5 separate regions of the Mus musculus genome follow, and all the other regions are linked to region 1. The links are chromatin contacts, called in public promoter capture Hi-C maps. All regions are on one chromosome and are shown on one strand. The core of a region is the stretch at or near the end of the contact, and the rest is flanking DNA. Distances in the headings are between cores, read along the strand shown. Region 1 holds the start of Dek (DEK proto-oncogene (DNA binding)). Region 2 holds the start of Iars (isoleucine-tRNA synthetase). Region 3 holds the start of Cenpp (centromere protein P). Region 4 holds the start of Jarid2 (jumonji, AT rich interactive domain 2). Region 5 holds the start of Ninj1 (ninjurin 1).

The links. Promoter capture Hi-C pulls out the DNA fragments that hold promoters and counts their contacts. Capture Hi-C pulls out chosen DNA fragments and counts their contacts.
Region 2: a contact with region 1 is called in a promoter capture Hi-C map of pre-B cells, with 4 times the contacts expected there. The contact joins the promoter of Iars here to the promoter of Dek in region 1. A contact is called at or near these places in 2 of 39 promoter capture datasets (the C10 cell line and pre-B cells) and 1 of 115 datasets of contacts at active chromatin or transcription factors (embryonic stem cells).
Region 3: a promoter capture Hi-C map of liver shows a contact between it and region 1, with 2.7 times the contacts expected there. The contact joins the promoter of Cenpp here to the promoter of Dek in region 1. A contact is called at or near these places in 2 of 39 promoter capture datasets (liver and pre-B cells), 3 of 484 Hi-C or Micro-C datasets (B cells, CD4 T cells and embryonic stem cells), 1 of 115 datasets of contacts at active chromatin or transcription factors (large pre-B cells) and 2 of 9 other capture datasets (adipose tissue and liver).
Region 4: a promoter capture Hi-C map of erythroid cells shows a contact between it and region 1, with 6 times the contacts expected there. The contact joins the promoter of Jarid2 here to the promoter of Dek in region 1. A contact is called at or near these places in 2 of 39 promoter capture datasets (erythroid cells and hippocampal neurons).
Region 5: a promoter capture Hi-C map of pre-B cells shows a contact between it and region 1, with 3 times the contacts expected there. The contact joins the promoter of Ninj1 here to the promoter of Dek in region 1. A contact is called at or near these places in 5 of 39 promoter capture datasets (the 3T3-L1 cell line, hippocampal neurons, liver and 1 more), 1 of 115 datasets of contacts at active chromatin or transcription factors (bone marrow-derived dendritic cells) and 1 of 9 other capture datasets (adipose tissue).

What each region holds. Positions count from the first base shown.
Region 1 is chr13:47,104,072-47,109,571 of GRCm38.p6, forward strand. It overlaps Dek (DEK proto-oncogene (DNA binding)), which reads right to left and starts at 2,150. Exons shown (of 11, transcript NM_025900.2): 1 at 2,002-2,150; 2 at 1,501-1,666. The coding sequence starts at 1,657.
Region 2 is chr13:49,679,723-49,685,222 of GRCm38.p6, forward strand. Iars (isoleucine-tRNA synthetase) reads left to right here and starts at 2,408. Exons shown (of 34, transcript NM_172015.3): 1 at 2,408-2,481. Gm25394 (a small nucleolar RNA gene) reads left to right here and starts at 4,579; the gene lies at 4,579-4,711.
Region 3 is chr13:49,649,426-49,654,925 of GRCm38.p6, forward strand. Cenpp (centromere protein P) reads right to left here and starts at 3,306. Exons shown (of 8, transcript NM_025495.3): 1 at 3,158-3,306; 2 at 696-874. The coding sequence starts at 3,264. It overlaps Nol8 (nucleolar protein 8), which reads left to right and starts at 3,653. Exons shown (of 17, transcript NM_001271397.1): 1 at 3,653-4,257; 2 at 4,922-5,077. The coding sequence starts at 4,221.
Region 4 is chr13:44,728,661-44,734,160 of GRCm38.p6, forward strand. Jarid2 (jumonji, AT rich interactive domain 2) reads left to right here and starts at 2,611. Exons shown (of 18, transcript NM_001205043.1): 1 at 2,611-3,256. The coding sequence starts at 3,212.
Region 5 is chr13:49,184,696-49,190,195 of GRCm38.p6, forward strand. It overlaps Ninj1 (ninjurin 1), which reads left to right and starts at 2,834. Exons shown (of 4, transcript NM_013610.3): 1 at 2,834-2,942. The coding sequence starts at 2,868.

The DNA of each region.
Region 1 (5,500 bases), core at 900-3,399:
GCACTCAATGACAGCCTCCCCAGACACTACTGTTTGGGCCTTTTATACAGAATGTCTCACTTTCTTTCTGCCCAAGAAAACTCACCACCTCTAGAACTCTAGTATCACAACTTTGCCCCACTAGGAAGAAAAACAAACAAAAACACACACACACACACACAAATCCTGTAAAAGTGTTAAAGTCTTAGTTATACTGATAGTGCAGTCAACTTTCAGTCATTATTGTTAGCATTCTTTCTAGGCTCCGCCCAACAGTTACCTAGCAACAGCCAGGTAGGCCTGGCTGGCTATAAAAGGGTCTATTTGTACTCTCTTAACTCTCTGCCCCCTTTCACTTTCTCCCCTTCCCCTCTCTCTCCACGTGTTCCTGGCTGCTCTCTCTCCTCCCCTGCCCCAAATAAACTGTTCTACACTACACTTATCTATGGCTGGTACCTCAGGGAGGAGGGATGCCTTAGCACACACTGCCATCATACCATGCTCTAAAACACCACATCATTGACTTTATAGAACACACCAATTATAAATAATCTAAAAGCAATTTAAACAATTCTTATTAAGATTTATAATTAAAGCCAAGGTTGTACTTAAATGACACGCTCCCATAAGGTCTTAGAGCACATACCACTTCAAATAATAAGTATGCCTTGTCCTCTTAACCTAGATGGTATTTATAAAAAAAAAAAAGAAGAAAGAAAAGAAAGAAAAGAAAAGAAATGACAGTTTGGGAAGAGCACTTTAACCTTTAGGCCTGCTCCCAAGTCTGGCTGAGCTGTGGCCATCTGCACCATTAAGCTAGATTGTGAAGCTGTGCCTTGGATTTTCCAATAGCTGAGCCTGTCGGGTAGACTGATGCATGCACTCTGACTGACACAATGCTTCTTCGCCCCGCTCTGCCTCTACTCAAATGAGGCTTCTTACCACCCTCCTTGGGTCAGAATCAGTCCCCAAAACCGAGAGAGCTGCGGGCTCCCGTTCTAACTTTCAGTTCAGTTTTCTCATTTTTAAACTACTTTCTCCAACAGCAACAACTTTCACGGCAAAGAAAAGCACTCCCACAAGAACCCTTATGGGGGAGGGGCGGGGGAGGGAATCAGCAGCTACACACAGCCGAGAATATGGAAATGAAAACATTTCCAGGATTTGCAAGAATGCCTTGCAGTGTTGTTTCGTTACGGAACCTCGGGGTAACTTCAAAAAGCGGATCTCAGACTTACAAACTCCCTAAACGAACGACGAAGTGTTCTGAAGGCGCATCGGGAAAAGGCTCTTGCTACACTTGCACCGAAACCTTGGCAAATACTCAAAAAAAAAAAAAAAAATCCAGATTCTCTGCCACTGATTGTTAGCATTCGCGTGAAATCCACCACTCCGACTTGACGCCTCTAAGCGTTAAAATGCAAGATAACTGTTTCCCAAAAGGAGCGAGGGAAGGGGAAACTTTTGATGTGGGAAAAAAAAAAATCCACCCGTGAGGGATGCGTATCCCTGCCCACCCACCTTTTTCTTCCTCCTCGTCCTCTTCATCATCGTCTTCGTCATCCTCCTCCTCCTCCTCACTCTCTTCCCTGGGACCCGGCATCTCGGGTTCCTTCTCGGATGAGGGCGGCACGGGGGCGTCCTCTCCCTCCGCAGCGGGGGCCGCCGCCGCCGACATGCTGGGGGCCTGCGGGCGGGGAGGAAGCCGCACGCTTCGGTTCTCTCGCTCGCGCGGGCATGGAGCGTGCCGAGCGCCCAGCGTCAGCTCCCCTCCAAGTCGCCTACCCTGGGTCTGTCACTCGGCCCGCCTCCCCGGGGATGCCCGAGGCGGGAAACCGCACCGCCCTCTCAGCCGCCCGCGCGCGCTCCCGCCCGGCCTGCGCCGCCCCGGGCCGGCTCGGGCCCGGCCAGTGTGGCCCAGGCGAGCCGAGCCTTGCGAGTCCCCTCCCCCGCGGCGGGCCTCAGTGCTTCTGGCCGCGTCCCCTCCCCGCTGCCCCGGCGCCTCCCCGCCGCCGTCCTCACCGCGGGTGCGCACGAGAAGGCCGCCGCTGTGTAGAAGTCGCGCGGGGCCGAGGTCCTCGCGCCGCGCGCTCGCTCTCTCTCGCGCTCTCTCTCTCCCCGCTCCTCAGAATCAACAAGATTTTCAAAATGGCGGTTCGGGAAGCAGAGCGGGAAGGCGCCGGCCAATCAGCGCGCGGCGCTGGGAGTTGGCGCGCGCGGGAGGGCGGGCGGGAGGCGGGGCGGCGGCGTCTCTCGCGGGCTGCCCGGGCGGGGTCTCGGGGGGTCTGCGGTCCGCGGGAGGACCCGGGTCGCGGCGTCCGGCGGGTGGCTGGGTGGGTGCACGGGGTGGCGGGCGGGCGCGAGCCGGGGCCTCCGCGCTGAACGGTTGGACGCTAGGGGGCCTGCGAGCTTCCAGCCTCCCGATCCCGGGAGAAAAATGACCGGCCGTCCTGGGCCGCGGAGCCGGGGAGCGTCTGGAGGTGACGAAGTTGAGGGATCCGCCGAAGTCTTTCTCGACTCGACTTCACGCGGCGATCACCCCGCGGACGGGGTTGATTCGGAGCCACCACGTTTGTTTCCGAGGGGTCGTTCGAGATGAAGGCTTCCAAATGAGACCTACTTGCGAGGCTTCCCGTCGCCGGTACGCTGCACCGTGACAGGGACCCACCACGTTAAGTGCTCACACCACCAGCGACATAAATAGGTTTCAAACCGGTGAATGTTAGACAGATTCACCCTCTTCCTTTCTCTAGCCCCCTTGGTCTCCCCTATAATGCAGATACGGTATTTGTCCAGCCACACTCTCCTGTCAAGAATTCTAGGCAAGCCCTCTGATACCTTTTAGAGTCCACAGTTTAAAAGCAACATTTCCTTACGTGCTCTCCTATGTGATTGTCTTCATTTTTTCCCTACCCTGAGAATAATCTCCCTCCCTCCCTTTTTTTTATCCAGTCAACCTGGTGGAAATATGATTGGTTTCATTTGCCATAATAGTCTCCAAGTTGAGGGACAAAAGTTAGACTTTATTTTCTTCTGTGCCCCTTTTGTAAACATACGCAAAGTCCTGCTATTTTTGCTTTCAGATCTTAAGCCATCTCCCATTCTACTGATTCTGCTCACCTTTCTTTGTTTTTTAGTTTGGGTTGCAACAGAGCCCTTTCCAAGGGCTACTCTCTCTGCCTTTTCCCACTAATCACACCTCAGCCAAAGCTATTTTATTTAGTTTGATCTTCTGCTTATAAGCCTCAGATGGTCCCATCATAACTTGGAATAACCTCCAAATTTCCATATCACAACGTGTAAGATGCTACTTAACTGGCTGCTGACCCTCTGTCTGATGGCTCCCTGACACAGTTGGCCTGTCAGTCACACATGCCTTCCCTCATGTTCCTGCACATGGCTGTCATTCACACTATCTAGGATTTACTCTTCCACTGCCAGGGCTGCTCCTTCCTATTGTCATCAATGAACTCGGTCCTTCCCATCACTTATCTCTGGTCAAGTATTTCTCTTACCTCCAGGCCATCACTGTTTTGATACCATTCTCATCCGTTCCTTTATAAGTACCGAATCCTCTGTCCATCATAACAGGCCTGCCATCTTGAAGACGAGACTGTAGTTGAGACATTAAGCAAAAATACATAGATTGTGTGGTAGTGATGCAGCAGTCACAGGGGGATCTGGAGTACCAGCAGGGGGGCTTTCCTTTTAAAAGGTCAGTGATTAAAGGAATGAGAGCGGAGAGAGACATGGTATGCTCTAAAGGATTATCTAAGCTGGGCAGTGGTGGCGCACACCTTTAATCCCAGCACGTGGGAGGCAGAAGCAGGTGGATTTCTGAATTTGAGGCCAGCCTGGTCTACAGAGTGAGTTCCAGGACAGCCAGGACTACACAGAAAAACTCTGTCTCGAAAAGCCAAAACAAAACAAAAAAACAAAACCAAAAGGATTATCTACATTACTGGACATGGGAAATAAGGGATAAGAGGATGAGAGTGAAGAGACGACATATTGGGAGAAGGAAGATTTTAGAGATGTTAGGATTGAGATTTATGATCACCAAAGTGAAAATTACAAATAAGCTGTCTTAGGGTTTTACAGCTGAGAACAGACACCATGACCTAAGGCAAGTCTTACAAGGACAATAATTGAGGCTGGCTCACAGGTTCATAGGTTCAGTCCATTATCATCAAGGTGGGAGCATGGCAGCATCCAGGCAGGCATGGTGCAGGAGGAGCTGAGAGTTCAGATGAGAGTACATCTTCATCTGAAGGCTTCTAGTGGAAGATTGGCTTCCAGGCAGCTAGGATGAGGGTCTTCAAGCCCATACCCAGTGACACCCATATTCAACAAGGCCACACCTAATAGTACCACCCCCTGGGCCAAACATATATAAGCCATAACATAGGCAGATGGACATGAATGTCTAGAGTTTAGAGGAAGAAGCAAGCAGGAGCTCACAATACAAACTTAGCCACTGTCAACATGTGGTTGGCATACAGAGCCCCAGCACTGAATGATGTCACTTATAGGATGAACAAAGGTAGCGATAGAAATTAAGTAGCAAGGAGAGATAGTCTCAAGACTGAACCTCTGAATACTACAGGCTTATGAGTTCAAAAGAGGAAGGCAAGCCAGCTAAGAAGCTGTAGATCAACAGTAGCCAGTGGTAGAGGAGAATCAGAGCTGTGTCCCAGAAGCCAAATGACTTCTTCACTAATAGTGCCTTCCAAAGAGTGTGACCAACTGGGGGAGATGTGAATGAAGAATTGAGCATTGAGTAGAACCGTATTCTCCATGACTGGAAAGAACTGCCTCTGTTAGGTAGTAGGTGTGAAGGTGCTAGGAGTGGGGCTAAAAGGTGAATTCAGACCCTCTCCAGGAATTTGGCTTTACATTGAGTATAAGAAAGCAATAGTTCAAAGGGACCCTCCTTTTGAAGGAAGAAGATATTACTGTTTTATGATGGCAGTGACTTGGGAAATCAAAAAAAGGAAGGGAGGGACAGCAGCTGGAACCACTGTATCGGGCTTGTCAGGTTGGGCTCTCTATGAGCAGAGGCAGAAACAGAATTTAGAGCACTAAATATTTTTTTAAAGGGGTCAAGACCTGTGAGAGGAAGAAGGACGCAAGCAGAGGAGGAATGAAGCTGGTCCCACAGTCCGTCAGCCAGCCCTGGCGCTGTGGAGTGAGCACTGCTCTTCAGAGGTCCCGAGTGAGTGCCTGCCTGCAAAGTGTATGCAAAGTCTTTGCATACAGGCTGCCCCAGGAAGGGCATCATTTTGGGGTGGGTCAGGAGGGGGGGATGACAACAACTTTGACACATTCTGAAGGAGGTGACAGATGGAGGCCATCTACTGACCACTGCTGTACAGCTGTACAGCTGGGGAAGGATCTAAGTGGCACCACCCCAACCCTGCCCATGGGAGATAAGAGGACATAGGACCTAATACACAAGTGAAAGAGTTGATACATACGTCTTAGTCTGTGTTCTGTTAAGTGCCTGGGACTGAGCAATTGG
Region 2 (5,500 bases), core at 1,158-3,657, 2.6 Mb after region 1:
CAAATGATCCTAGTAAAAGCCACAACTTTGCTCACGTACACTTCATTTGGTTAGGATTTCCTATTCTATAGTCATTGGCGTGCATTAGCTGGAGATAGAGGTTCTGCTTGGATGCCTGGCCCACTCACTGTCTATCCAAGGGCTTCTTTAAAGTGTGGCAATTAGAAGCCAAGGGCAAGTGTTCCCAGAAGCAGGAAACATGCTTCCAGTCTCTGGAAGTCTTGGCCAAAAATAAACTCAGCCACTGGTTCCATTTTCTATAGGTTAAAACAGTGGGAAGAACCAAAGAGCTTGCGTCCATACTTAAATGAGCCAAGGACTCCATTTCAAAGCATTGACAACTGGCCTTCCCCATTCCCAGGTCTCTGTCATGAGATGTAACGTGAGCTGCTGCTTCCAATCGTCATCTCTACAGTTTGCCTATCTTAACTCTGACTACTTGCATTTGCTGTCTTGTTTGGGGCTTTCTGCAGACTTGGCAAGCACTCTATCACTGAACTATATTCTCAGCCAATTTTACCTGACTTGCTCCTAAAAAAAAAAAAAAAAAAAAAAATTACTCTTGAATCCAAGTAGTATTTTGGCCACAGCCAACATCTTCCAGGATTCCTGGAACTGGCTCTGTAGACCAGGCTGGCCTCAAACTCGGAAGTCTGCCTGCCTCTGCCTCCTGAGTATTGGAAATTAAAGGTGTGCACCACCCAACCTTGACAGGTTTTTAGATTTGAGTTGGTTGGTTGGTTGGTTTTGTTTTTGTTGTTTTTTGGTTTTTTTTTTTTTTGTTTGTTTGTTTGTTTTTGAGACAGATTTCTCTGTGTAGCCCTGGCTGTCCTGGAACTCAATTTGTAGACCAGGCTGGCCTCGAACTCAGAAATCCACCTACCTCTGCCTCCCGGGTGCTGGGATTAAAGGCGTGCACTACCACGACCAGCGAAAGTTTTTTAATTACCTATTTTCTAGACGAACTGTTCCTTTACTTCCCAACAGTAGTTTATAGTGTTTCTCAATCCAATTTTTAAACAGCCTGGTCCAGTCTACACTACCTATGGGTACATAAGTTTCTTTCACTTTGTGCAGGGACCTTTGTTCTATTTCTGCACGCTGATCAGAGGATAAACATGAGGTGAACCAATTGGCAATTTAAAGAATGCAAAGCTTAAAAACTCCAAATATTTCTGGTTAATAAGGATACTCATAATTAAGAAAGCAAGAAGCACAGGCAAACACTGCATCTAATTTTCGACACCATAGGGCCTAGAACTGTTGAATAAAACACTCAACAGTTATCAAAATGTTCTAAAACTCGCCGAGATTTCTACTTCATTTAGGCCAAATCCGTTTTTTTGTTTTTGTTTTTCTGTCATTAATAAAATAGGCACTTATTTACCTAATTAACGCTGTCAATTTATCAAGGCCAAAACTTACTTTCACAGACTGGTGTCAACGTTCTCATTTGTTCTAGGCCGGATCCGAAGGGTACTAAGTAGATATGTAATGATACATAAGCAAAATTTTGAAATGAAAAGAACCATTGCAATGACATTCAATAAAGGGTTCAGATTATTGTCAGACCCTCTTCCCTTCTCTTGCCATTTACCACATGGTTAGTAGTCTCCAGGTTAATATGTACTGTTCCCAAAATAATTGTGGGAGTCACTTGTCAGAAGTTTCATATGTAGCATAAATTTTAGATGCCATCACAGCTGGGAATCTAACTCAGTTGGCAGTGTGTGGCTATGGTGCACAAATGGCCGGCTTATCCACCGCACCATATAAAAACAGGCGTGATGGAACATTTCTGTAACTCCCATTGTGGAGGCAGAAAGTTCTGCAGTTCAAGGTCATTCCTTAGCTGCTTAGGAGTTCCGGAGCCAGCAGGAGATACAAGAGACCCTGAGTCTAAACTAATTTTATATGGCGTCAAATGTCCAGATCTCAAATATACTCACATATATTTAATAATATTCACATATATTGACATATATTTAAGAATACTGGGGTTGGAGAGATGGCTCGGAGGTTAGGAGTACTGGCTGCTCTTCCAGAGGTCTCCAGTTCAACCCCAAGCTTTCACCATTCTGGCTTACAACGAATACATGCAGGCAGGAGACTGTGTACAAATAAACAAACCCTTTTAAAAAAGAGAGAGAGAGAGAGTACTGACATATGGACCCAGGACGAAAGGGTGTCTCTCGTTCATAGGCCAAGACTTAGAAGGCAAAAACTTTGCCACATTGAGTAGCCACTGACTTGCCGGGTTAGGGCTCTGGAGCGTCTTCTCCTTCCTTTGCAGGGACGCTCCCATCCTGCTCTGCAGTTATGCACGGACCAATCGCCACACGTGTTGTTTGTAGGTGTTGGATGGCACACGCTGATTGGGCGCCGCGGAGGGGTTGAGCCTGGCACTGTCAGTATTGCATCACCTCCAGACGCGGAACGTGGTCGCAGGCTGCAACCTGAGCGAGCTCTCCGGGTTCCCAGGTAAGCCGCACCCTCTTGTCCTTCTGGGCCGCAGAGTGAGGCCCGCCCGTGTAACAACCTCCAGACAGCACGAGGCGGTGAAAAAGGAGCACGCTGCTTCTCACTGTGAGTGAGCTGCGGGCACAAAGCTATTTCCAGAGAGCTTTCGTGGAGGGAGAGTAACATTGCAGAACTCAGAGCTGCCCGCAGATTCTGGCCTGACTCGTTGGGTGGAGGACTGAGATCCTTAGAAGTACCCCCTTCACTTAGTGGGACCTTGGTGGCTTATGAGCAGGGAGTTGTGAGAATGCAGCGTGACATAGTATCCGAGAGAAGATCGGAATCTGATTGAGGTCACTGCCAAGTTAGGTGTTTTAAAAGAACTAACCTAGGAGTCTTTCTGGAGTCTGGGCTTCTCCCAACTGTGCTGGGATTCGCGTGTACTTATCTCTCGGTACCAAGGTAGGTAGGTTATGCGCTGCACGCTTGTCCTGGGCTCACAGAATCTGCTAATGCAGTTTAAGCTCACTGTTGGCGGCCCTACAGAACAAACTATTGGGGTTTGGAGGTGTGAAGAGATAACTTATCCGGGTCTCCTATAGGCTTGGACTGAAGGTGGGCAGAGATTATACTCCAAGGTTTATATAAATCTATCCTGTCTGGACAGAAGATGAGGGGGTCGTTGTTGTCATTTTGGCTTGGGACGTGTGCGTGATGAATATGTGAGAGAATAACTTCGTTTTCAACCTCATGAATTTGTTCTCTTTTTTACTGTGTTAGAGAAATAAGCCGAAATCATTGAGAAACTCACAGAATGCAAACTAGTGTATCTGAGACTTGCTCTTTTGTTTCTCAGTGTATAGGTAGAAAGTATAGAGTTGGTCTTCTCTAACTACTAGTTCTGCATCTGGGCTTTCAACCAGCCAGTGCTCATGCTATGTGGTTAGGTCTGTAGTAGTGACATGTACTGTACGTGTACAAACGTAATGTCTTGGTCATTATTTCCTAAGCAATATAGTATAGCAATTGTGTATCTAGGATTTAAATGTATTAGGTAGGATAAGTAAAGATTAGTTAAAATACACCGGCAGATGCATGTAAATTATAGGCTAATACTATGTTTATAAGAGAATTAAGCATCCTTGTATTTGGGTGTTCCAACAGATCCTGAATCCAGTACCCCGTGGATGTGGAGGGGCGTTTCTGTTTGACTGGCTTGTGTTTTGTTGTTGTTGTTGTTGATGATGATGATGTCTTAGTCACTTGTTCCTCTGAAGAGACACCCAGAGTGACAATGAAATGCCATTTTTGTGGAACACAGTACACACATGGTACATGAAACATACATGCAGATAATACCTGTGCACATTAGAGAGATGAATAGTGGATCCCTTTAGCAGAGTTAAAAGAGACGTCAGGTGTAAAAAGTAAGATGATGATGTATGCCTCTCCCGTGGAGCCTAGCCTGGCTTCAAATTGTCCTCCTGCCTCAGCCTCCCAAGTGATGGTATGGTAGGTGTGTGTCAACATAAGCAGCAGCACCCATGGCATTGTGGGATACTTTGTCAAGATAAGTTGAGATCATCTTAAGCAAAGGTTGGTGGAAATAGTGTATAAATAGCTAAACGGTCAGGTAAGACTATGGTTCGTAGCTGGAGTGCATGCCTTGTGTGCATAAGGTTCTGGGTTCAAGCCCCAGGCCCCCCAAAGCACACCTGTGAGCTGGAAAGTTGTGGTGCACAGCACACCTTTGATCCCAAGACTCCAGAAGCAGAAGCAGGCTGGGCTCTCACCAAAACAAATAACAAGCAAACACACAAAAACCTAAAACACTTGTAATCCCAACATTCAGGAGGGTACAGGCCACCAGATCAGAAGGTCAGCGTTATCCCCAGCTACCCAAGGAGTTCAAAACCACCCTGAACTCTATGGGACTGCCTCAAAAAGGAAATGAAATCGCAGAGGAGGAAGCAGAGCTAAAATGTCCCGAAGGGACTACAAAATAAGGAAGAAAGGCTTGGATTGTGTGTGGAAGGAAAATGGGTTTCTGTGCATAACCTGGCAGTTTTACCGGCCCTTCTCCACCCACATCTGCCCCCCACCCCCACCCCCCAAACTGCCCTGTGGTTGCTGGAGGCTGTTGTGCAGGTACGGTTCTCCAGTGGATACAATGGGCTAGAAAAACCCTGTGATTTATGCATGGGAGCTGTTTCTTCTCAGCAGCTGCCATAGCCCGGTCATTGGTACATTGTTCTTCCTACAACGGTCTGTGCTGTTGCACCCCGCCTTTGTATTTGCTGGAACAATAGTGTGGTTCTCAGTCTTTGGAGAACAGCAGAGGCAGCATAGGAAGTCCAGTAAAAGCTCTCCTCTTGCTTCCCAGAAAGTTTAGATCTCATGTTCTTAACAGAGGGTGGGGTAGAAATCACTGGATCATCAGGGCACTGTGAGTGATAGTGTTCCAAGTGTGTTCTGAAGGAGCCTCTCCTAGGGATCTAATTTAAGTGCACACATCCTGACCCCTGATGAGTCTGCGCTTCTGATGGCTCCCAAAGTCAGGAGCAGTCACAGCAGGCGATTAGAAGTGGCAAAATGAATGTGTAGACCTAACAGTCTCTTACCAACGTCTTACTCACCGAACCGAAGGACCCTTGGTAAATCAATAAATGCAGAAACCTCTTTCTGTCTTTGAAAGGCTGAATCCTGACGTAGCAGCTGATCCAAAATGCCATGCATCTCTCAGTAATGTCTAATTCTGTGCTCTGGTTGAAATGGACTATTTTAGGTAAATGTCCCACCTGTCTTGTTCTGGTTTTTTTTTTTTTTTTTTTTTTTGGTTTTTAGGTTTTTTTTTCCTATAAAACACTCAAGAGATACTTGAATATGAAAAATTAATTAATGAACATTTAAGAAATATATCTTTGTTTATTTTGCTTGCAAACATTTCTGGTAGCCTCAGGCTTAAACTCCGCTGCTTTCAAGTCTGGTTGAGGTGTGTAGACCTTCTCGCCTAGATCAGCCACACTTGGCTGCTGGGATT
Region 3 (5,500 bases), core at 2,056-4,555, 2.5 Mb after region 1:
TCAATAATTAGAATTATTAAATGAAATAGAAGGAAATGCTTTCTTTTAGTAAAAATCACCTTTGTACGTAATTTGCTTCAGATCAATCCATTTGCTAAATGGGATGAATTCGCAGCAAATTCACACTCAAAAAGTTCTTTAGTACTTTTAAAAAACTTGAACAGACTTTTTTTTTTTTTAAAGGAAAGGAAAAGAACAGGGTTGGTTAGTTGGCTGAGTTTTTGCCTTGTATTAGTACCTATGTTAGATTCTTGGCATATACATGAAAAAAAAAAGGAGGGAAAGATTTGCAGGAAAAAAAAAAAAAAAAAAAAGCCGGGCGTGGTGGCGCATGCCTTTAATCCCAGCACTCGGGAGGCAGAGGCAGGTGGATTTCTGAGTTTGAGGCCAGCCTGGTCTACAGAGTGAGTTCCAGGATAGCCAGAGCTATATACAGAGAAACCTTGTCTTGGAAAAAAAAAAAAAAAAAAAGATTTGCAGGGAGTTGAAGGACTGAGAGCTAAGGGATCAGTCACCTAGCCTGGAGGATGTAATGCGGAAACTAGAAGAGAAACTTTGCCTCAACAAGGCAGAGAGAGAAGAGACCCCTGAAAGCTGCCCTCTGACCACCACAACATAGTATGAATGCACCTCACCCCAAAATATACTCATAATGAAATTTAAAAACCACATTGAAGTTAAAAAATGATGTGTACCTTTTTCTGTCTCTTCAGTGTTTACAATGTCTTCCATCTTGGAATAGTTTCTTATATTGAAGCCAGTAAGTTTACTTAGAAATGAGTGCTCAGATCTTAAATGTTCAAGCTGACTTCTCAAGTCTTTCAAAGATTCCCACTCCTCAGAATCTGATTGGGAAATTTTTTGAAATGATTTCCTGAAAAGCAAATATTATAGTTACTTGACAACTGACAAATGTTTTACTTACTATACAAATGTTCCTCTAGATTCCACCCCTCGTACCGAAGGTGGGGCTTGGAGGGGTAGCTCAGTGGCTAGACTAAGAACACTGGCTGTTCTTCCAGAGGACCCCATTCTTCCTTCTAGCACCCACATGATAGTTTACAACACTCTGTAACTCCAGTTCCAGGGGAACCCAAGACCCTGTTCTGGCCTCCAGTGGGCACCAGACACAGTAGTACTCAGACATACAAGTAGTGAAAGCAGGCTTGGTGAGCTTAGGGACTGCCAAGTAAAACGGTACAGGCTGCTTCTGTAGGGTCTGAAGGACAAGTGTCATGGTAAGACAAAAAAGATTACTCCAAGAAAGAAAGAAAGAGAGAAAGAACATCTCAGAAAATCAGGAAAATGGATGCAACAGGAAATCACACTAAATAAACCAGAAAGGCAAATACTAGTTTTCTCTCATCTGTGAAACCCATATTTAAAGTTCTCTCTTCTACACGCCTTGGCCGTCTCCAGCCAATAGCAAAACCAAGTTCTGAAGGCACTCAATTTTTACATCAAAGAATATGGACACAGGGATATAACTAAACAACTTAGTTCCAATATTCTGGCTGCCAATCCACTCAACTATCAGGATCATTTTAAAAGTATCTTGGAGAATCAATAAGATGGCTCTGCAGGCAAAAGTACTTGCTGCACAAACCTGTAGTTCTATTGCCACTGGAGGGAAAGAACTGTCACTTGGACATGTCTATTCAATCTCTGACCTCCATAAATATGTTATAGCATACAAATGGAATAATAATAATAATAATAAATTAAGTAGCTCAGGAAACAGGTCTCAATCTTCCTTCAAAATGAGAAAAAAAATCATTAAATCTACACATTTTGGATTGACATTTAATGTATTCCCTAATCTGGACTCTTAACTTTTCAGTTCCATTACCGAGGAGTCCCAGATTCCATAACCAATCTACTATACCATACTGGGCTTACAATGACATCTTCTGGTGGGTTAAGAAACTATTTTCCCATGGTCTGACAAAGAACTTTTCAAAAGTTCAGGGGCAGGCTGTGTTGATAAAATATAAATTCTAAACTCGGTAAGTAGGGATGGAGTCAGCCTGGCAGGCTCCCCAACTCTAATCTTAATGCTTCCAGTCTGTGGGCCATCCCTGAATCAGCAGCAGGCATCTCCATTCTTGCTGTGAAGAGCATGCACAGCTGGAGGCCACACACACATCTCCCTCTTTCTTTCAACAGTTAACAACGTTCTCTTTCTTTAGAATTTGTTTCCTGCACTAAGGTTCTCTGAACCTGTTCCAAATTACACCTAATAAAAAAGGTATTTTTTTTCCATGTTTAAGATACTAAGTTACTGCTAGTTCTAGCCTTCCTTCTCTCTTTGAATGGGCAATGCTTGGGCTTTGGATTTCTCTAGGACCTTAGGCAAGCTATTTAACTATTTAACACTCAGATCAACTACCTTTAAATAAGGCTTAACAATAGTAACTAATCAGAAGACTATCACAGTTTCCTATAGAAGGCATTAGCCATATATACCAATTTGACCATGCTAGGCTGCCCTGCCCTGGGGCTATATACCCCCAACCCTTATGTTTCTAACATAATGCAGAAAAAAAAAAAAAAAAAAAAAAAAAAAAAAAAAAGGTCAGGGCCCCTTAACTACATCGTTAGATGAGTCACAAAAACAAATCCATGAAACCAGAGTAAGGAGGGAATCCCAACTAGACAAGAGCAAGTATGGTGGCTCAGGTAATAACTCCAACACTGTGTGTGGGAGTTGGGGGCTGCGGAATAGAAGACTCTTGAGTTTGAAATCAAATTGAGCCAGTTCCTGACCTACAGAGTAACAATGTCTCCAAACCCAGAAAAACAAAACAAAACAAAACCAGCTATCTAGATGCTGTTCTCCCGAAGGCAAAGACTGCTTAAAGAAAAGCCAGATTTTCCCTTTGATTCTCATCAACTGGGCGAAAACAACCCTTAAGGAAACTATTTTCTGCTGATTATAATCAAGTCATAAGCCCCAAACGCAGCGTTCACACACTCATGAGGTCATCGTTCTCCCAGAACACTGATTCAAGTTCACATTTCAGGACGTCTCCCACCACGTTCTTGAGCATGGGTCTTGGGGGGGTGAGGGAGTCGGAGTCCAGAACTGTCATAAGGTTGAGAGGTCCGCGGGGTGCTACAGGGCATGGGCTGGGAGGGATGGACCCGAGCCACGTACCAGGCTCCGGACGCCTTCTCCCCAGCGTTTTGCAGCATTCTGCACTCTCGCTGCAGCGCTGCGACCTCCGCCTCCAGGGCGCGCAGTTCGCGGGTCTCGGAATCCATGGCTACCGACGTGGAACCCTGAAGGTGAAGTAGCCCGGAGAATGGCAGTCTGGGCGCCTCGGGCAGCCAGGAGACTTCAAGGAGCGCGCGCGCTCCTGGAACGGACCACTCTCGAGCTCACGGGGGGAGAGGCTGCCGGGAGTCGCGCGTCCACGCCCACGGCCTCGGACGACGTTCCCGAGCCTGACGGCCCGCGAAATGTCGCGTCGAGCGTCTAGACACCCCCGCCGCCTCTGCGAGTTGGTTCGTTCCAAATTGCACGTCACCCTCCAACGGCCGCCCATCCCGTCTAACGGCCACTGGGCCAGCCGAGCTCTTACGTCACCGAAGGGGGCGGATTCTCGGAAGCACGAGGAAAGGAGTCTCTTTATTTTGGTTCCGCTTCTTCACTTCCGCCTACTTGAACCGGAAATCAGGAACCACGCGGCGGAGTGTCTTTTCTGTAGGAATTACCGATTTTTATTTTTCTTTCTCACACTCTGTCAGTTTTACAACGTGGAGGAGAACTAACAGAACGTCAGTAAAAGCGAAGGCGGAGGAAATAAAGAGCCCTCTGGAACTGCGGGATAACGGAACCTTAGGAGATTGGGTTGGAAACTTTGTAGGAAGGAAAGGAAAATGCACTTGCCGGCACGTGTTATTAGACGTTAAGTGCTACGCCGGGCTTGAGCTGAGTCGGACAAGCGCCCTGAGGAAGAGTGTTTGCTCGTGAGAAGTGATGGGCTATTGGGCTTAGCCTCTCCTCTCCTTCCTTAGGGGCTTCTCGAAGAGAGAGGGCAGGGCTGGAAGGATGGGGCGGTGGCTACCAAGAAGGGGTACACTGTAGGTTTTTTTCCCAGAGTGCTGGCCTTTGCTTTGGGCTTCTGCCGCTATTTAGTGATCTCGCTTGGAAGGAGACAGCCAACTTTTGAGAAAGGTTTGAGTAAGAGCTGAACATCCGCCGAGAGCTAAACGAGATGGAGCGACCTCTGGAAAACGTTTCCAGCAATCTTGGTAGGACAGTGTTAACAATTCCGGGTTCCAAAATTAGACTTCATTATGATCCTTGCTGTCACCACTACTGTTTTCTAAGTGGCACTGGGAAAAGCCGTAACCGCTCCTACTCCCCTGACCGATGAGATCCACTCAGACTGCTTTGAACAATACAGGCACACAGTGGGGAAACATATTTTAGGTATAACTTAAGTTGCCGTCTTTGTGATTTAACAGCGCTTAGGGGACACTTGTATTTTGCCATACTATTGTAATTGCAGACTTTGTTATGACTGGAGCTCCAGGATGAAGCTATTTTTATCCGTTAGCTTACTATTTTTGCCAGTATATGTTAAGGTAAAAATGTAGAAATGAATGGGGGAGGGCAGTACTTCGAATAAAAAATCAATAAGGATAAGATATAATAGCTGTGGTTGTTTTAGAGAAAACATCTGGGAGAAGATGTGTGGATGTGCTGTACTTAGGTGCAGTTGCAAAGTGTGTTCATTGAGAATGTGGATGGAGGGCCTTTGTAAAATCTCCACTGATAAAATCTGAAAGCAATACATATGAAGAGACATAGCTTCATAAGATGAAGTTGGCACAGAAGTTTCAGGGGAAAGAGTTGTGTTAAATTTCTGGAAAACTATTAAATTGTTTTTCTGTCCAAAATTAACTTTTCCAGATAGATGCCCAACATCCATGCAAGGCAACAGAGAAATGAAGCGCCTCTTTGTGGGTGGACTTGGACAGGGCATTTCTGAGACAGACCTACAAAATCAGTTCGGCAGATTTGGAGAAGTTTCTGACGTGGAGATCATCACTCGGAAAGATGACCAAGGTAAATCTGTAACACGAGGGAGTTAAAAACAGACAAGGTCAATGATATTACAGGAGAAGCAACCCCAGAGCTGAATGTTAGCGCTAAACATCATATATGGCTTCCTGGATTATTTCATATGAAAATTAATTTTGAAACCAGAAAAAGTATAAAACATTTGAATTTCTAAAACATCTGTACTTTGAATTTTCGGAGTCAACATTCTAACATTATCTTATTAAGTAGAGTGTCACTAACAATCAGGATGTCTGAACTGATTACACACTAATATACTGTTAAGAGGTGTCTGAATTGATTACTTCAGGGTTTTTTGTTTTTTTTACTCATTTTGAAATATTTTGATCATGTTTATAAAAATGCAGACTTTAGTCAGGTGAGGTAAAAAGTATTTTCTTTCAAAGAATAAATATCTATGAATGCACT
Region 4 (5,500 bases), core at 1,361-3,860, 2.4 Mb before region 1:
ACAATCCATTTTCCTTTTCAAGGAAAACAACACCAGCATTATCTAAGCCTTATGGAAATGAGCAAATTCCTCCTCTACCACCCCCTTAGGCCTCAACTAACAATGGTTTTTCACACTTGCCTGGGACTTGGAGTTGGTAGTCTAGCAGGAGACTTCACAGGCCTAGGACTGAGAACCCCAAACTTGTCCAGAGAAACCACCAGAAACTCACCTTTGTTCTTATTTAATTGACTGGGGTCTGACAGATATGACATTACATTTGCACAAAGCTGTTTAAAATAATAACGACGTGGAGAAACAGACACCTCTAGTGTACAGGTCGTAATGATCCGAATGGGTTTGGAAAGCACCTTGTGTCAAGACGACCATAAAGTCACTTGGGTGGTCAAAACTGAACTGTAAAATAGAAATGTATTCGATCATTCCAACCAAACGGAAACAGTGAACAATTTGTGCATTATTTAAGACACACAGGCAATTAATTTTTCTGCTTGTAAAATGAACATGAGTTTTAGAAACTTAAAAAATAAGACAAATAATGAGGTATAACTTTTTAAAAATAAGGGTGTCTTATGTCAACTCATGAAACAGTCCAATAACCTGCATGGTTCTAAACTAGGGTTTTGTTACTTTATAATCCTCTCCATAAGCTTTGGCCGGAATCAACTTGCAGATGTGGAAACTGAGCAGCTTAGGAAAGCCATCGCTCAACTTGTCTGAAGTGGCCACTGTGACCTCTGAATCCATAGGTGTTAACTCGCTTTTTTAGAACCTTCTAGACACCATGACTAAGTTGCCCTGTTGCGACTAACAGTGGAATGGTCGTGACTCGGGAGTGCTTGTTTTGGGAACCGACTGCCCGGGAGGAGAGAGAGGAAGAAGCCAATGTGTGTCTGCAGGTGGATGGGAGAGGCTCCAAGCCTTTTCGCTTCCCTGAGGCTAGCCAGTCAGATTTGAAAAGCAGGACCTTGAAGACCATAGGTTAGAACCAGGAAATTAGCGCCGAGGCTGGGAGCCGTGCTAAAGTTCCTGCGAATGCCCCCGAGAGCGACAGCAGGGCCTGCGATCCATTGATCTGAGCGACTGGCGAGCCTGGGCAGGGCAGGGGCTGGGGCAGGTAAGGCTGCGGGGCACAGACCATTGGGCTCTCGGGCACTCAGTGTTCGAGACGCTTCCTTACGGGCTGCCTGTGTTGGGGGGTCGGTCTCCATTTTTCCGTTCACGGTTTCACCTCGGCGTTGGGAGTCTCGGTCGCGGACAGCCCTAGTCCTGAGGGTAAAGACCCCCTTCACCGTCTCCAGGGACGGCGGGGCTTCACCTCGGAGCCACCGGCGACGGCCTAGGGTCGCGTCGGCCCCGGGGACAGGGGCGGGCACGCGGGCCGGCGACCACGAGGCCGCGAGCTTTCGCCGGGAGGCTGCCCCAGCCGCGTCTGCCTCGCGCGTGGGGTCGCGTGCGGCCGCGGGCCGGCTTGGAGCCGTGACCTCGGACCACCCCGGCGGCCGAGCGGCCGCCCGCTTGCTCGGCACACGGGCGCTTGTCCTGAGGTGACACCGCCGGCAACGGCTGAAGCAAGCGGGCGCTGCCGATCAGCGAGTTCGCACCGAGCGAGGATCCCTCTTGGTGCGTGGCCCAGTTTGGCTGAGGACCCGCTCCAACCCCTCGCTGACACCGCCCCCCGCCGCCGCCGCCGCCACGCTCCGAGGCCTTTCCCCCGGGAAGCCTGGCGGCTTGCCCTCGCGGGCCCGCGGGCGCGCTCTCGCGCGCCGATTCCTCGATTCCACAGGCGGTTCGCGCCCGGGGTGGGGGCGGGGCGGGGCGCGCGGGGCCGGGCCGAGCCGGGCCGGGCCGGGAGGGCGGCCCCCGCGGGGAGGGGACTGGGGGGCGGGGCCGGCGTGGGGAGTTCCTCGCTCCCGGACCACACGCTCCGCGGGCCAATCCCGAGCCAGCCTCTAGCAGTGTCGCACGCGGGACACGTCCAAGCGTTTGTTGGCAGGGCCCGGGGAAGGGGGAGGGGGAAGCGATCGGGGAAAAGGGAGTTGAGTGACAGGAGGCGTGGGGCACGCTGGGAATTGTAGTTCTTCGCTTCCGTGGCCATAGCCATTTTGTAGTCAAGGGACTACAACTTCCAGAAGATCAAGGGGACTATTCTAAGGTGCCCCGGGAATAGGCGGCTCTCCCCCGGGCCGGGCGTCCTGGGGCACTGGTACCCAGCTGCCCGGCTGCAGGTAGACGTGAGGGCAGTGGCGAAGGTTTGCATGCGGCGACTGTTGGGTGAGCGGACTGCGGGTGGGGGGGGGGGGGGGGAAGGGGCTGAGGTGGAGCGACCGAGCGTGCCATGCATTGAGCTAGGGAGCCTCTCTCAATTCCACGACTGGGCTCGGCGTGGGAGAGGCGCCTGACGGGCGGCCCGCAGAGGCTTCGTGGAGGCCTTTCCGGGGTCTCGTCGACGGGGCTGCGGGAGTTCTCCGCACCGGGCCGGGGCTTGTGGGCAGAGGTTAGGCAGGCGTGCGGGGGGCTCAGCTGTGGGAGTTTTCGGCTGGCGGGAGGTGGCGAATTAGCCGAGGAGCCCTAACTTGTATAAAAGCAGAGTCCATTTAAAGTTGGGCTGGCTAGCCTCTCTCTCATTGGTTAAGGGGCTTGGAAAAAAGAGACTCGGCGAGCCCTCCGCTGTGGTGCTGCCGCCGCCACCGCCGCCGCTGGAGTTGACTCTTCTGCTCGCACTGCTGCTGCAGCACAAACGTGACTTCCAACATTTTAAATTTATCTTTTCCTTTTTTCTTCTTCAAGATGTAACTACAGATCAGATACTAAGGACCTTCACGTTTCGCTGATGTAGTTTTTGGAAGAAAAAGGGGGGGAGTGAAGGGCGTCGGTTTTTTTTTTTTTCTTCTTTTTTTTTCTTTTCTTTTTTTGTGTCTGTTGTATGTTTCGGGGGAAATTTTCCATTATGAGTGTTTTACTAAAGTGAATTTTTCTTGTTTGCTTCGCTCGTCTTTGGCTCTTTTTATATTTTTTCTTTTATCCTTCTCAATTTCGGATTTATTTCAAGGCGAATCTGGTTTTGGGGGAAGAGGAAGAAAAGTCGGATTACAAGATCAACCACCACCAACAACAATAAAAACCACCAGGATATTTTTTTGCAAATTTCTGACGGCTTTAAATTCATGAAGCAATTGTCCCCTTTTGCAATCAGCATTTGGATCTCAGAATGAGCAAGGAAAGACCCAAGAGGAATATCATTCAGAAGAAATACGTAAGTGCTCTTAACAACACATCCTTTGGCTTGCAGTTTTAAGCGATGGTTGTGAATGTCAAGTTTATAGATAATTCTGCAGCTGAAAGGTTTTAAACAGCGTCCGATAAAGCTCTTTCTTTTCCGAAAGGGCTTTTCAGGCAAAGTCGTGTCTGCCTAGTTTGGTTGAGAAAACAGACTGGTGTAGAGATACCTCAAGTATATAAATTGACCTCGAATGACACAACGTTGATGTAGTTTTGGTGAAAGGCAAGGGGTTTTGGTGGAGGTTGGGGTTCTGTGTGTGGGGGCCCCCGCAGTGATCTAACTGCATTCTCGGGCGGATTTGGTCCCATATTGCACTTTGCATACAAATGAGCCTGTTATTAGTGTTATTTGGAAAATCGTGTAAGGTATGTGTGTTGGAAGCTAAGTTGCAATCCAGAGTACGATTATGGCGATCTTCTAGCACTGGCACATCATTTAATATATGTGGCCCTTTTGGCTTATCTAGCTTGCAACATGACCCAGTTGGGAATCATGTTACTGGGAATGCATTTATTGGTATTGACTTTTATAAAGAGGCTGGTTTTGGTTCTAAAGATTCATGGTTTCTAGTTTGAGGGGAAAAACATAGCTCATGTAAAAGTATATGTGTGCCTGAGTGAATGCATGTTAATACGAATAATTTCTCCCTGAAAACTGGGTTTCTGAGATTGGGTTGTGATGGTTAGGTTTGTTTTGTGCACAGTATAGCAGCGTCTTGCTTGGCATAGGGAGTGTTTTTGTTTTGTGTAGTGGCTTTTTTTTTTTTTTTTTTTTTTTTGTAAGTTTGGGGGGAGGGAGTAGAGAGGGAAACCAGGGGATTAACCAAATATGCACTCGAGTGATCCGGTGGTTAGCTGCGTATGCTTTAGAGCAAAGTACACTTTTTTCCCCCAGAAAAAAAAAAGGCCCTTGAAGATAAATAAAGAACAATGCGACCCTATGAGAAAGTTTTATTTAACTAGGGTCGATGATTTGGTCTTAATATTTTTCCTTTTTGGTTAGAGAGGAGTGTATAATGGGAGATGACCTTCTGGGCAGTGGTTTTGTTAAATGTGTACACACACACACATTTAATGGAAAACCTGAATTTCTCCCGGAGAGCTGATCCTAATCTATACACGTAAACTTAACTTGAAAGAAACGTAAGATTAAATGAAGCTCAACTTACAAAGCCTACTCCATAAGGAATTTAAGAATTAAAATACATCCGCATTGCAGTGGGCCGGGTAAAGCGCAAAGGACTAGTTTAAACTCGATGTGTAGAAACTGCATGGACACACAGCCTTGCCTTGGAGCGTGGACTCCTTCCCAGAGCATGTCTCCTGACGTAGCCACAAAGGATATGGGGTAGAACTTGGGACGAGAACCCCCACCCTATCCCGGACCCCGATAAGTTGGAGAACACCGTGGGTAGGCATTTTGTTTTTTTGTTTTTTTTTGCTGGAGGCCAGCGGACCCTGTGGAGTCTGGACATCCGGCCGCAAGCCGGCGGTGGCTGTGCGAGGCAGAGCGTGAGTTGCTGCTGCGGGAGCCGAGTCTGCTCACGCGGTGCTCCGGACGCAGCCGGCCGGGAGGGTGCACGGGGCCCACAGCGCTTTGGGCCGTAGCCCGGGCTCGGGCCGCGGGCGCGCGGGCGGCCTGTAGGGGGCAGACTCCGGGTTGTGCTCTGGCTGGGCGGGTGGGTGGGGCTCGCGGGTGGCTCGGCGTGCTGACTCGGGGCGGGACGGGCTGGGTGAGTGAGGCTAGGGGGTGGTGGTGGTGGGGGTGAGGAAGGGAAAGATGCCTCGGGCGCCCCCCGCCGCGCGTAAGGCTCAGCTCTTACGCCGCCCTGCCCGCGGGCTCCAGCGCAGTCTCGAGCAACAGGTTAAGCAGGAGAGACGTCAGCGCGCCCCCTCCCCTCCCCGCGGCCTTCTTTTGCCTTGCGCCTTTGCACCCCCCATCCGGGCCGTCACGTCCTCTCTCCGCCCCTTGCCCCCAGTGGCTTTGAGTCCTCGGTTCTCCCCCTTCGCGAGCTGCCGCTGTCTGTTGTCATTGTGACGTCACAAAGGGACAGCCCAGTGGAACCTTCCTTTCCTCCGTGCTGTCAAAAGTCGGGCGGGAGGTTCCAGGCGCTGCCTGAGTAGGAGCTCCGGGAGTGCGGTGCTGTGCTGTGCGGTGCGGGGCGTGGGAGGAGGCAAGGGCCTGTGAGGGATGTGCCCGACCTGGACCTTCCGCTCT
Region 5 (5,500 bases), core at 1,584-4,083, 2.1 Mb after region 1:
CCCAGGACTCCCAAATGGGCAAAGTACTGAAGAGTGAACAGGCAAGCCAGGAGCTAAGCAATCAGTCTCAGTCATGGAAAGGGTCAAGTTGGAATCTAGCCCCTTTGCTGTCCTCAGTCTCTGTCCATAGCCTCCTGTCACCTCAGGTGACACAGAGTTATGGAGCATCAGGCCCTGAAGCTGGGTAAGTGGAAAAATCCCATTTTCTCACAAACACCTTTGACTGGCTGGCACTTTCTGTGCCATCTGTTTCACGTCTGAAAACAACCTGAAGAGTTGGGTACCCCATGCACGCGTGTGGAGCAAGTACTGGTCTCCAGGGCCCTTTGTAAAGATCACCTGTTCAACTTGGAAATATTACTGTGACTGGGGACAGCAAACAGGCAATGAGCTCCAGGGATCCACCCATGTCTCTCTCTGCTCCTATTTTGCTATTCCTAGAATTATAAATCTGCACACCCCAGTACCAGGCACTTTAGGTGGATTCTGGAGACCAAAATCAGGCCCTCACACTTGAAGCAATCACTCTACCAACTGTGTTGCCTCTGCAGTCTTTTTTTCTTTTTTTTTCCAAGACAGGGGTCTTTCTGGTCTCTCTGGTCTCTCTGTGTAGTTCTGTGCTGGAATGGGCTCTGTAGACCAGACTGCCAGCCTCTGCCTCCCAAGTGCTGGGATTAAAGATGTGTGTGTGTGTGTGTGTGTGTGTGTGTGTGTGTGTGTGTGTATCTGAAGTTGTGTCAGGCAGGCACGATGGCTCATGCCTTTAATGCCAGCACTCAGGAGGCAGAGTCAGATAGTTCTCTGTGACTTTGAGGGGAGCCTAATCTAGATAGTGAGTTTCCAGGTCTGACAGTGCTACATAGTGAGACTGTGTCCAAAAAAACATCAACAAACAACAACAAAAAAACCCCAAAAACAATTGTTAAATAATTGCTATTTATTAAATAAATAAAAAAATTTCACACCAATGCATGCGTAAAAGAAGCTGTCAGATCCCTTGGAGCTGGAGTGCTTATGACCCCTCCAATGTGGTGCTGGAATCAAGTTCGGGACCTCTGCAAGAGCAACAAGGGTTAATAACTGCTGAGCCGTCTCTCCAGCCCTCCTCACCCCTTAGCCCTGTTCTTAAGAAGTATGGCACCAGGCTTCACAAAGTGCTGGCCTCTTATTTGTGTCTGACTGTCCATCTGCTCCACAGGACAGATTTCTACTGTCTAGCTCCAGCCTGTAATGCCTGCAACAGGACCTGGCATACAGACAGCCTTGGGTACCATTTCTTTCTTCTTTTTAAATAATTTTCTTTGTCATTTTATTTTATGTAGATGGGTGTTTTGCCTGCATGTATGTCTGGTACCCACAGAAGCCAGAAGAGGATGTAAGACGCCTTGGAAGAGGAGTGAGAGACGGTCAAGAGCTGCAAGCAGCCGGTACTCTTAACTACTAAGCCATCTCTTCTGCCCAGGTATCTTTTTTGTTTTTGGGACAGCGTTTCTCTATGTAGCTCTGGCTGTTCTGGAACTTGCTCTGTAGACCAGGCTGGCCTCGAACTCAGACATACACCTGTCTCTGCCTCCAAGTGCTGGGATTAAAGGCTTGTGCCACCACCTCTACCACCAGGCTGGCTCCATTTCTTATTTCTAATCCTCTTCCTTCTGGATGTGAGACAGGGGACAGAGGGTCCGCAGGTTCACTTGGCCTTTAGCAAACTCCAGCCTTATGCTAAGACACAAGCTGGCAAGAAGGGTCATAAAGAGAAGGTGAACCACTCCATCAAGGAACGGTAGTTCTGAGCCCCAGCTTGTAATCTCCCTAAGAGTCTCATCGTCCTTATTCCTTCTGAGACTCTAGGAGATACCAGGAGAGGAGTGTGGCACCCCTGAGGCCAGGCAAAGCATGGGGCCTGAGAGTGAGGCCAGGGTGGGAAGGAAGAAGGCACAGCAACTGGCTTTTACTCCTGCATCTAGTGTGTCTCCTCGGACGACAGCACCCCATCACACTCCATCTAGCTTCCTAGGCCAGGAAAAGACATGGTACTGGGGCACAAAGGTCCATTGGGCCACGAACTGCAGTAGCCAACCAACACGTCATACCCTTGGAGTATAGATGTCAGGGCTATGATGTCAGCTTCTTCTGGACACTAAAGCTGTTGTGCTTCCCTCTGGTCCCTGGTCTCTCTTGGAGGGTGGTGTGGGAGGCAGGAGAGTCCCGGAGAGCGGAATGCCAGCCTTCTCCACCAGTGCCAGCCACACGCAGGCTCTGCACAGTGGGGTGCTGGCTGCAAGCTAGACCCAGAGCAAGAGGCTCTCCCTCATATGTTCTATTCTCCAGGCAGAACAGCTGAGGGCTCTAAAGTGGAAACCTGGAGTAACCGTTGACACCCTTTTCCTGTGTTGAGTTACCCTGAAGGGACTTACAGCCTCAGGGCGTGTCCTCCCCAAGGAAAAAACCTCAGCACGGGGCAGCATGTGCCTCGCCCTTGGCCTCACTTTTAAACAGATCAAGTGCTTATGTTCAAAGTTCAGAGGGGGGCCCGTTTGATCAACAACTTTGAGACAGGGTCCCTGGGGACCCCCGATGTCATCGCGAGGACAGGCGCTGGGCTGCTTGCCCTAGCCATCGTGAAGGAGCCTGAGAATTGGGGACATCAAGGCCGCTGGAGAAGTGCTATCCTGCTCAGGCGCGATTCCAGCAGCTGGCGTCTAGGCCCCGGCCCGCCCCGGGTGGAGGCGGAGTCCGGGGGCGGCCGCGCGCGGGGGGCGTGTCGGGGGCGGGCCGGGGGCGGGCCGGGGGCGGGCGCACAGCCGTAGCCCGTGGCGGAGGCGCGGGTGCGCTCAGGCCGTGTGCTGGGCGGCCCGGGCGGCCGCACCATGGAGTCGGGCACTGAGGAGTATGAGCTCAACGGCGACCTGCGCCCGGGCTCCCCCGGTTCCCCCGACGCCTTGGTAAGCTCTCAGCACCTCCTGCCCCGGCTGCTGTGTGACCTTGGCCGGCGCCGCCCTCTCTGGGCCCGGCACGTCAGCGGGCACCTGTGGGCGTCTGGCCCGGTTTCGCGCGGCGTCCGCACTGCGGGGGGTGGTGGTGGCCGCTGCTTCCGGGCAAAGTCGTGCTTGACCTGTCTCTAGCGCAAGTGGTGGCCCACGGGTCTGGGGCCAGCACAGCAGGTAGGCAGAGGCGCCGGGCGGTCTAGCTTGCTGCCGTCGCCCCGCTGTGCAGAGCCCGCGTCTGGCTGGCACCACTCCTCGGGTGGAGAAGGCTGGCATTCCGCTCTCCGGGACTCTCCTGCCTCCCACACCATCCTCCAACTTCCAACGCCTCCGGGCTGTCTCCTGCGTGCCTTGGGGTGGGCGGGAGAAGAGTCACCGCCTCCTGGTTGGAAGCTAGCATCAGGCAGACAGCTACGTCACCACACGGTGACCACACGGTCGTCTGCAGCAGTGATAAGGGGGAAACCCGTGGCTGTGTCTCTGCTGCTGTCACCTGCCTATGAAAAACAGAACGCCACCCTCTCGATCGTCAGGGTGCTAGTTCTAGGACTGTAAGGACCTGCCTCGAGTTTGCTCTGCCTAGCCTGCTAAGGCCACAGCGATGGTCGGATGCCTGTGTCGAGGGACCATCTTTCCTGACCCCTCACCTCATAGTCTACCTCCGGGGCAGGGCCTGAGCATGCCAGGGCCGAGCCTTCACTTGTACCACCCCGCATGGCCCTCTGTCCCTCGGTGACATGTTGACTTTGGACATTCCTTCTATTTCCGACCCCCCCCCCCAGGGATGGGGTGGAGTGGGGTGGGGAATTGCACCAGGCTGGGATTTTCCACAAGTCTTTGCGGTGCAAAATAAACCAGAACAGAGACTTTCTGCCCAGGTCCATATAGTGGAAACAGGGAACACCAACGTCTCCTGGGACTACTTCAGGTGTGCCAGCTGAGACTTGGGCTCTGCCAAAATGTGTGAACACTCCGGAAGCAGTGGGCCAGGGACACCCCGGGCTGAGTTCCTTTAGGGAGCCCATCAACTGTCTGGGCCTTTTGTATGTGGGTCTACAATAAAGAACCAGTGATCTCTAGGCCTTTAAGGACAAGGGATGCAAATCAGGAACAGGTGGGCCCGTGGTTCAGCTGCGGATTTGAAGGGAAACTGGCTGTCTCTGAGCAGCAGCCTCCCCCTTCAGCTCTGCAGACAGCTGGATCAGCTGTGCCTCCCAAGAGAATTCTGAGCACAGACACAGGAGAGATTGGGTTGGATTGCTCAGGGGTCACTGTCTTGGCTCTGGGAACAAGGAGAGAGATATTCCACCCCCTCCCCCGCCATTTCTTTGAAGAGCCAACTAGGAGAATGAAATCAACTAAATTAGGTTCTCAAGGGTATGCAGGGTTCCTGCCTGCCTGCCTGCCTGCCTGCCTGCCTGCCTGCCATAGTGGTTAGTAGGGAGCAAAGAGGTCAGAGAAGGCTCCCTGTGTGGTGGAGGTGTTTGCACTGGCTTAGGGGAGGGACAGATCTGGCCCTTTGGTGTGAGTGGAAGAGGTCAGGGGAACAGTACAAGTGGAGACCAGAGGCTCGTTACTGAGACTGTACAGGGTTGGGTGGGAGGGAGATTTTTGTCTAGAGTCTCTGGGGACACAGGATGCTTCTCTGAGGTGTGGCTAACTTTGAAGGCTGCCCTGCTCAATGCCTGGTCCCCCTTCCCAACCTCAGGCTCCTACCTCCCAACTTTCTAAGGTGTGTCGTGTCAGCATTCTGTGCCTCAGTTTATCATCTACGAAGTGGCATCATAGTAAGTGCCTCTGCTAAGTGAAAACTATATGGCTGACATAAAGGAAATGCTTGCGGCAGAGCGCAGTACGTGGCGGCGTTAGCTATGGAGACACTCTCCATGGTCTCATGGTGGCATCCATAGAAGTTTGGGAAGGACAACACTGTCCCCAGGATGAGAACCCAAGGGAGCCTCGGTTTCCCCTCTGGAAAAAGGGGTGCCACTACCTCCCAGGTAGTTGAGGCCCCGCAGAGCCACCCTGGTTGGTTCCTGTCAAGTGTAACACTGGGGAAGCTCTGCCCACACCCCTCCAGATGCTAGGTTCCCCAGAGCCGGTTAGCTAAAGGCCCTGTTAGTGTTCACAGCCTGATCCAGTTTTGGTGAGTTAGCTCACTGTCACCTGGCCCCTGAGAAACAGTAAACACCAGTTAAACGTGGAAATGCCATACTCCTACCACGACGCTGGGGACAGCTTCATGTTAGACACAGCCAGAGGGAGGTGGCTGGGATGGAACTGGACCATAACCCTGTGGCACCTGCCCTGCTTTCTTGCTCCTCAGGGAACGCAGGCTGAGGGAGCTACGGCCATATCTCAGGTCTCTAGGTCATGGCACGTCCTGCACACTGGCCTCAGCTACCAGGAAAAGCTTTCCTATTTTCCCCTCTTCTGCTTGCCTGGCAGATCCTGGGCAGTCAGGATCTTAGCCAAGTTCTAAAGGCCACCCTAGTGGGCCTCCAGGTCACTCCTGG